Regions from separate parts of the Mus musculus genome. Here region 1 is linked to region 2. A link is a contact called in public HiChIP or PLAC-seq data. All regions are on one chromosome and are shown on one strand. The core of a region is the stretch at or near the end of the contact, and the rest is flanking DNA. Distances in the headings are between cores, read along the strand shown.

Region 1 (3,710 bases), core at 852-3,351, 380 kb after region 2:
CCTGCTTTACTCAGTTTTACAGCTCCATGGAAGGCAGAGGTCGGGGATGTGTAAGCAATTAAGAATGAGACCTTAAGCTGGGCAGTGGTGGCGCACGCCTTTAATCCCAGCACTTGAGAGGCAGAGGCTGGTGAACTTCTGAGTTCGAGGCCAGCCTGGTTTACAGAGTGAGTTCCAGGACAGCTAGGGCTACACAGAGAAACCCGGTCTTGAAAAACCAAAAAAAAAAAAAGAAGAAGAAAGAAAGGAAGAAAGCAAGCTTTATCCTGAGAGCCTGACACTCAAACCCCACATAATTTCCACTGCTTACAAAATACTCTATTTGCATCTGACCACTAGAACTATTCTTGGCATGGGAGTCCCCTAAGAAAGGGAAGCAGAGCAGATGTGGCTCCACAGCTCTGGCTCCCTCCTCATCCCTTGTTCTTGGATGTCAGAGTAGCAGCGAATGATGCTGGTCTTTCCCACCTGCCACACCCTACCCCAAAACTTACTTAAAGCATTAAAGATGGAAACTAAGCGCTTGCCTGTCTCTTGCCCCTAACTTTGTAAAAGGGAAGCTAGGGCAGTGTCAGAGCCTTTGTACATGTCTATCCTCCAAGTCATAACTTCACCCTTTTCTCTTTCAGATCTCAACGCAGATGACTCCACCAACAGAACGTCCCTTCTCCTTAAAACCACAATGGTTACTGCATCACGAATAAATCCCACCTCAACTCTTCCTTACCACCCAGATCATAACTGTTTATACAGCTTTCCCCTATTCCAGTACTTCCACCACCACCCCCCCACACACACACACACAAAGCTCCCCCAGAGCAGAGGGTGGGTGTTGTTCTCTCCCCTCCTACAGTCCCCTACCAGATGCAAGAGCAGATGTGGACAGCGGTGCGCACAGGGGAGGGGAAGGGGCTGTTACTCCCTCTTACTCAGTCCTGGACCTAGTGCCAGGTGTGGAATGGGTTCTACTCATGGGCTTCCTCCCCACACGCATTAGAGGGAGTCTTGCCCTTCCTCCTACCCACTCGGGTGTTGGAGCAGATGGGTTTCCTCCTGCCACTCTCCAAGGGAAGAGCAGGTCTCCTTCCTCACCTCCACTAACAAGGAGGGATCAGAGGCAGGTGGCCTTCTTCTCTGCACTACAAGGGAGATTCCCTGGGTTGGGAAATTCCTCTCCCTCACCTTAACCTTTCTCTAGATCTGAGGCGATGTGGGGTGCAGGTCTATGGGTTGGGAAGCTTGGTGGGCAGCCCTGTGCTTTCCGATCGATTGCGCATAGGTGCAGAGGCAAGTGGGGATGTAGGCTTAGGTGTTTGGGGTGGCTCCTTTTTTCCAATCAGTGGAAGAACCCTGGGGGACAGGAGGTGCAGATGATACACAGGCTACCGTGCCAGTTCCCCCGTGTCCCCAGCGTTGTTAAAGTCAACGCTTAGGTTCGGGTAGCCGTGGTGCGCAGGAGGTGCGGCGGGGGGGGGGGGGGTGGTGGTCCCCAAACCCGGGAAGACCTGAGCGGGTCCGGCTCACCTGATCGGCGCCGAAGGGCGTGATGTTGGCCTTGACCGTGGCCACCCCGAGACCCACGAGCACGAGCCCCGCGAAGGTGGCGGGGGCACAGCGGCGCGCGGCGTTCTCGGGACACGACGCTGACCCGTTGGGGAAGGGCGCCGAGCAGTTGCGCACGAGCTCGGGCCGCGGGTCCCCGCAGAGGAAGGAGCGCGAGCGGGGCGCGGCCAGCAGCGGGAAGGCCAGCAGGCCCAGCAGGTAGAGGGCCAGGCTGAGCAGGATGGCGCGGGCCCGGCCGAGGCGGGCGTCGGCGAGCCAGCCCCCGAACGGCGAGCCCAGATAGGTGAGGCCCATGAAGAGCAGCAGCGCCTGGCTGGCCTGCGCGCCCTCCCAGTCGAACGGCGCGCCATTCAGGAACAGCACCAGGTTGGCCGTGACGCCGTAGAAGGCCGCGCGCTCCAGCAGCTCGGCCAACAGCACCGCCCCGCACGCCGCACGCCGCCCCGCGAACACCGCGGACGCCGCCGACACTGCCGGACGCCGCGAACCCAACAGCGGCGCCCGCTCGCCCTCCATGGCCGGTTCACTGAGGACTCGGTAGCCCAACTCTCGCGAGACAGCGAGTTCCCTCCCTCTCCCGCCGCCGCCTTTTAACTGGGCAAGCTGGGCGGGGGTGGCTGCCGGTTCCGCCCCCGGAAATCCGGCCAAGCGGGCCTTTCACTTGACAGCGGTTTGTTGTTGAGATGCGTGGAGGGATGGTGGTTCCTATGGCTGGAGGGGTTCCACCGGGAAACTGGAACCCTAGACTCCGAGGTTCCGGCCCCAAACTGGGTTCCTAATCCAGGTCACCAGGGTCTAAATCTTCCCTTCTTGCCATCTTCTCAGGACCCAGGCGTCAAGTGTAACAGTCTCGGCCTCCTCTCCCTCTCTTGGTATCTCACTTTTCTGTCTCTTCTTAAAACAAAAATTACTAAAATTTATTTATTTTTGGTTTTTTTCGAGACAGGGTTTCTCGGTGTAGCCCTGGCTGTCCTGGAACTCATTTTGTAGACCAGGCTAGCCTCGAACTCAGAAATCCGCCTGCCTCTGCCTCCCAAGTGCTGGGATTAAAGGCGTGCGCCACTACCGCCCTGCTGCTGCTGCTGCTTCTTCTTCTTCTTCTTCTTCTTCTTCTTATTATTATTATTATTATTTTAAGGACTGAAGAGATAACTCCACAGTTAAGAGCACTGGCTGCTAGTCAGAGGTTCTGGGCTCGATTCCCAGCACCCACCTTGTGTCTCCTAACAATCTGTAACTCTAGTTCCTCGTGGATCCGGCACCTTCTTCTGGCCTCCAGGGCTACTGCACACACACAGGGTGCACAGACCTCCATGAACGCAAAGCATCCATACACATAAAACTAAACACATCTTTAGTGGCACATGCCACTAATCCCAGCTCTTGGGAGGCAGAGGCGGGCGAATCTCTGTGAGTTCGAAACCAGTGTAGTCGACACAGTGAGTTCTGCCAGGGCTGCATAGTGAGACCCTGTCTCAAAAAAAAAAAAAAAAAAAAAAGGAAAGGAAAAAAGAAAAAGAAAGAAAGAAAGGGAAAGAAAAGAAGAAGAGAAAAGAAAAGAAAAGAAAAGAAACTAAAACCAAAACCTTTATTTACAGCCTATAACTGACTCTTAGTCCTGCTGGTAAGTAAGACTGAGTCTTGGAACGTTTGCTTAAAGACTGGACCAGTGAGATGGCTTACCAAGTAAAGGTGCTTGCTACCCGGCCTGGTGATAGCCTGAGTTCTATCCCCCTGCTGGGAGCCCCACACAATGGATAGACAGCAGACACTGCATGTATGTCCACACATACAGACACAGGCAATTAAAAAGAAAAAGTTCTGCTAAGCTAAGCATGACATACTTGAACAAACTCTGTATTGGAATGATAAGGCTAATAAACCATTTGGACTGACTGAGCTGGTAACTCACTGCGCAGTCTGACTGGTACTAACTAATCCGATGGGTCAGTCTCTTCAGGGAAATGGCGAAGCTAATGGCTCGGAGGGGCCTTGGAGTTAAGTGTGTGGAGGGAGGAATTTTAGGCAGTGTGCTGGGGCCCCTGAACTTGGTACTTTGAGGATGGAGACAAACCCAGAATGCAGAATATTCTAGTGTGGTCACAGTGTTGGAGGTGGTGGTGGGAAGTGACCCAATGGCACAGTTA
Region 2 (4,299 bases), core at 429-2,928:
TAAAGCGGAGCTTGCAAAAGGAAAACTCTCTTTACTTAGGTCTCCTTCTGTTTGTTCTGGAGGCATCAGGAAGGGAGATGTATCTAAGGTTCAAGAGATTGGAGGACATGACAGTAGGTGCCCATATGGTGATTCAGGGTGTAGATGTGGAGGTGAGAACCCCTTGGGGTTTTAAATTCTTGTTCCTATTATTGAACGGGAGATAGTGGATGAAACAAACTCCATCCCTCAGTCTGAAATAACGGGCTGTTGCACATCTCCTTTGCTAAATATTTGAGTTTTTTTTAAAAAGTCATTCTCTAGAGACTTCCAGACTTAAAAAACAAAAAACAAACAAACAAATGATTAAGTCTGCCTTCCCCTCTTGGGGCTCATGTGACTTCGTTATTGCTTCCTAAGGATGTGTCTACCGTGGCTTAGTGAGCTGAACAGTAGGGCCTGCATCACCTAAATATAAAGTGGCTGCCTCCCTGGCCTGTGAGAGCCCAGTTGCGTTTTGGGTGCAAGCTAGTCTCCAAGGTCTGGGCTCCTTGGGCTGCTTCTGCCTTCTCCTGATCTGGGGGTTGGAAAGCTTGCTTCTTGCCCTGGTATTTCTTCTACAATCACTGTTTTTGAAAGCTTTTCCAAAGGATTGGTCAACAGGATTCTGTCAGCCCTGGTTGGGAGAGGGACCACTGAGCCTATGCAGCGTGAGGCTTAGAACAGGGTGGGGATCCCCAGGTTTGGAGAGCTAGTGGCAGATAGAGGCTCGCGCGTGCATCCTGAGAACCTTTCACTTGCAGACCCAAGAGGGTCTTTGTGCAGCACACTGCCCAGGCTCCTGGACCAGCAGATGAAACCCTAGGGCTGGTAAGCCTAAAGGGACATGGCTAGAACCTGGTGACCAGAAGGGAGTGCTGGGAAGTCAGGAGAAAATGGGTTCAGGGTGTGCAGAGAAACCGCTCTCACCGAGGCACATCTGAGGCATGTTTTTTTTTGGGGGGGGGGAGGGGGAGGTGGAGACATGGCGTCGCTGTTTTGTTTTAACCCTGCACAGTTGATTTTTTTTTTTTAAAGTACATTGGGTGAGAGACACAAAAGAGTCTCGCCTTTGCCACATGCCCCAGGCCGGTTTCTAAAGACAGTGGGGTTAGTCAGCGCGTTCCCAAGCGCAGTGCACGCGGAGCACACATCCGAACACATCCCACTGAATCCAATCTTTCGCTTAGATAGTTCCTCCACAGCTGCACGTGGCTTTGAAATCCAGTTGTCTCCAGCCCTCAGAAGAGGAGGACCTAATGTTGTAGATGGGGAACCGACGGCCCCGAGTGACCGTGAGGGGTGGGGGGAGCAAGTCGCAGGGAGCAAGGATCCAGCTCCATCCTGCGTGGTGAGCACCTGGGCAGAGCCGTCTTGCAGGACATGGTTGCGCGGAGGCAGGAGACTGCGAGGCGGCCGATCAGCAGCAGGAGGAGAGGGATTCGAGGTCTCTGAGTCTCTTCGTCCTCTCTCTGGGTCTCCCTCCCGAGGCCTGCGCTCCGGGAACCTCTCTGGCACACAAGCATCCTCCATCCATCCCTCTGGCCGCGAGCGGGGGCCGGAGGTGGGCGGATCCGGAGGGTGTAGTGGGCGGGCCCGAAGTGGGCGGTCCCGGGGGCGGGATCAGCAGGACCGCGGCTGCAACCCGAGAAAAGTTGTCCGGACCCGTTCAGGAGCAGCCGCCGGAGCCGGAGCGCTGCCGGGGGCGGCCCCGGGCATGGGGCAACCGGCGCGGTCCCGGGGCTGGCGATGGATGGCGTGACAGCGGCCACGATGCGCTCCGAGGGCGCGGCCCCGAGGCGGGCGGCGCGGTACGGGGCGCTGAGCCTGGTCCTAGCCACGCTACTGGGCCAAGGTAAGGCGGGCGCTGGCGGGGACCTCCAGGTCCCCTAGTAGGCTGCGGGAAAGCCGGGGCGAGGGTGGAGAGAGCGGCGCGAGATCCGGGTCCCATCTTAGAGCCTCCATCTACGGAAACAGCGGACACCAGCCTCAGCTTGGAGCATTAGAGTCAGTGCTAGGGATCCTCCGCGGCAGCCCACCTCGAAGCCCTACTGCCTCCCTCCAGGAGAGCGGGGGGGGGGGGGGGGCGTGGTTGCCGGACTCTGGGTCTGGGCTACACCTTGACTTCTACATTGGGCTACACACCCGGGACTCGGTGCAGCTGCGGGACGCGGGGAGGACCCTGGTTTCCCGCGGCCCCTTCCCCAGCTTTAGAGAAACCTGAGACTTTCCGCCCTACATTAGACCGAACGGTGGCATTGAAAGCATCGGACCGCTCTGGTTTCCAGCGACTCGCCGTTAGGCTCCCACTTCGGTCCTTTGCTCCGGGGGCCGTGGGAATCCGGACTCTGCAGGTTTCTGGAGACTTGTGCAAACCGGCTGACGCAGCCTGGCCAGAGCGCTCGCTGCTGCTTAAGGTCGCTAAGTCATATTATTACTCTTCTGTGAGCCCGGTCGGCGGCAGGCAGGACTGGAAGATCGGAGCCGCTGGCTTCAGGCATTTAGGGTCCGCGAGCTACGGGGTGCGGTCGCGGGGGCGCCCTGAAGGGGTTTTCGCGTGCGGTGGGTTAAGCCCGGATGTTCCCCGGAGTCCTGAGCCCTCCCGCAGCGAGGCGGGTTCAAGCTCAGCCTTTGACACGGACTGGACTGAGGATTCGCTCTAATCCGCCCCGCACAGATGTCGAGACCTCACTCCTGTCCGGGGTTCCAAGGATGGGCTGGAAATGTATCTGGGGAGACAAGTTGACAATTGGCGTTAAAAAGTAGAATTTGCTTTACAAAAGTCTCTACTCCACCATGTGAAACCAGGGGATGCCCCTTACTCGAGGAGCAATTCCCAGACAAACCTGCCATGTACGCTGTGCTTCCTTCCAGTGGGTCCTGTTTCCACAGAGCCCCGGGTAAACTGGGGTGGGGGGTGGGGGTGTTGGGAGTGGGCTTCCCCCCCCCCCCAAAGAGCAGAAATTCAGGAGCCTTTACCTGTGTTCTGCTATTAGCCCAGAGGCGGCTCTCGGTACACACCTCCCCGCGGATTCTGATCACCAAATGGCTTAATGGGGAGTTAGAAAGAAAGAGAGAAAGAGACCCAGATTTCGCTTCTGACTAAGAAGCGGCTGTTATTGCGGTGGCCGTTTTAGACCTTGGGCTGGCTGGCGATTGAAGGCGCTGGGGTGGGGCTGGCATGGTGGAGGTTGCAGGGCTGGGAAAGCCCATGTGATGCAAAGCGCCCCCCTCCCCACCAAGACACCTGGATTTGCTAGACTTCACCATGTTGGGGGTGGGAAGTGGGGAGGGCTTCTAAGGTTGGTTCTGGAAGCCCGTCTGCCAAATGTGTTTTCACTTTGTATGGCTGATGAAAGCTACAGTTCGTCCCCGGTGTCTTCCTAACCCAGCCTGGTGTTTACTCTGTAAGATGTCGCGTGCGTGCGTGCGTGTGCAAGCGGGTGTGTGTTCGCACCTATGTGTAGAGACAGGAGATCAATCCTCGCTGTCTTCCGCAGTCCGTCTCCACGGAGGGTTTTTTGTTTTTTTCTGAGACAGAGCTTCTCATCTGGCGGGGAAGTTCCCTCATTAAGTTCCTTCCAGCCCTGCCCTGTGCATTACTGCCTCCTAAGCGCTGGGAAGCCAGCCTGCTTCACCTGCCTCGCTTTTCTGTTTTCCTGAGTCTGGGATTCAGGTCCTCCTGCATACACGCGCATGCGTGAGTCTACCCCTGAGCCACCTCCCGGCTCCTCCACAGCATGTTTGACAGAAACAAACACCTTCTCACCCTTGTTTAAATTTCCACTGTCTTAAAAACAGCTATGCCACCAGGGACTTTGACTATACAAGGGTCTCTGCGCATGTTTCTGGAACCTTGGAAATCTGTCCAGTCATCGGCCACCAACCAAGTGTGTGTTTTTGACGGTTAGTTCTGAAGCTTTGCAACACATCAGGGGTTACAGAAAGCACAGTTGTGCTCTGGAGTTTTCATAAATAGGACAGTGCATTGAAAGGAAGGGCTCTCTCCCTAAGGCTCCCTTGAGCTGAAACACCCGCTTCTACACCCGTCAACCCTCAAAGGCAGGTGGAAAGGGTTGTGGGCTTCTGATGGCTTCTGATTAGGTGGACGGGCCCCAGAGACAGCTGGTTTGGGCTGTGGATTCCAGCTCACCGGAACCCGATGGAAGGTCCACTGATATTGAGATGTGCACACGGCCAGGTGGACCGAGGCCTCTATGGAGGTGTGGGCTGTAAGCTGTACACGGACGAATCAACGGTGGTGAACGAAGCTCAGGAGCC

What was found. HiChIP or PLAC-seq counts read pairs in DNA pulled down with a chosen protein or histone mark.
Region 1: a contact with region 2 is called in an H3K4me3 HiChIP or PLAC-seq map of forebrain, with 3 times the contacts expected there. The contact joins the promoter of Slc15a4 here to the promoter of Tmem132c in region 2. A contact is called at or near these places in 2 of 484 Hi-C or Micro-C datasets (embryonic stem cells and uterus), 7 of 115 datasets of contacts at active chromatin or transcription factors (craniofacial prominence, embryonic basal ganglia, embryonic forebrain and 4 more) and 1 of 9 other capture datasets (adipose tissue).

The regions. Positions count from the first base shown.
Region 1 is chr5:127,615,291-127,619,000 of GRCm38.p6, forward strand. It overlaps Slc15a4 (solute carrier family 15, member 4), which reads right to left and starts at 2,102. Exons shown (of 8, transcript NM_133895.1): 1 at 1,525-2,102. The coding sequence starts at 2,079.
Region 2 is chr5:127,240,148-127,244,446 of GRCm38.p6, forward strand. It overlaps Tmem132c (transmembrane protein 132C), which reads left to right and starts at 1,679. Exons shown (of 9, transcript NM_175432.3): 1 at 1,679-1,873. The coding sequence starts at 1,768.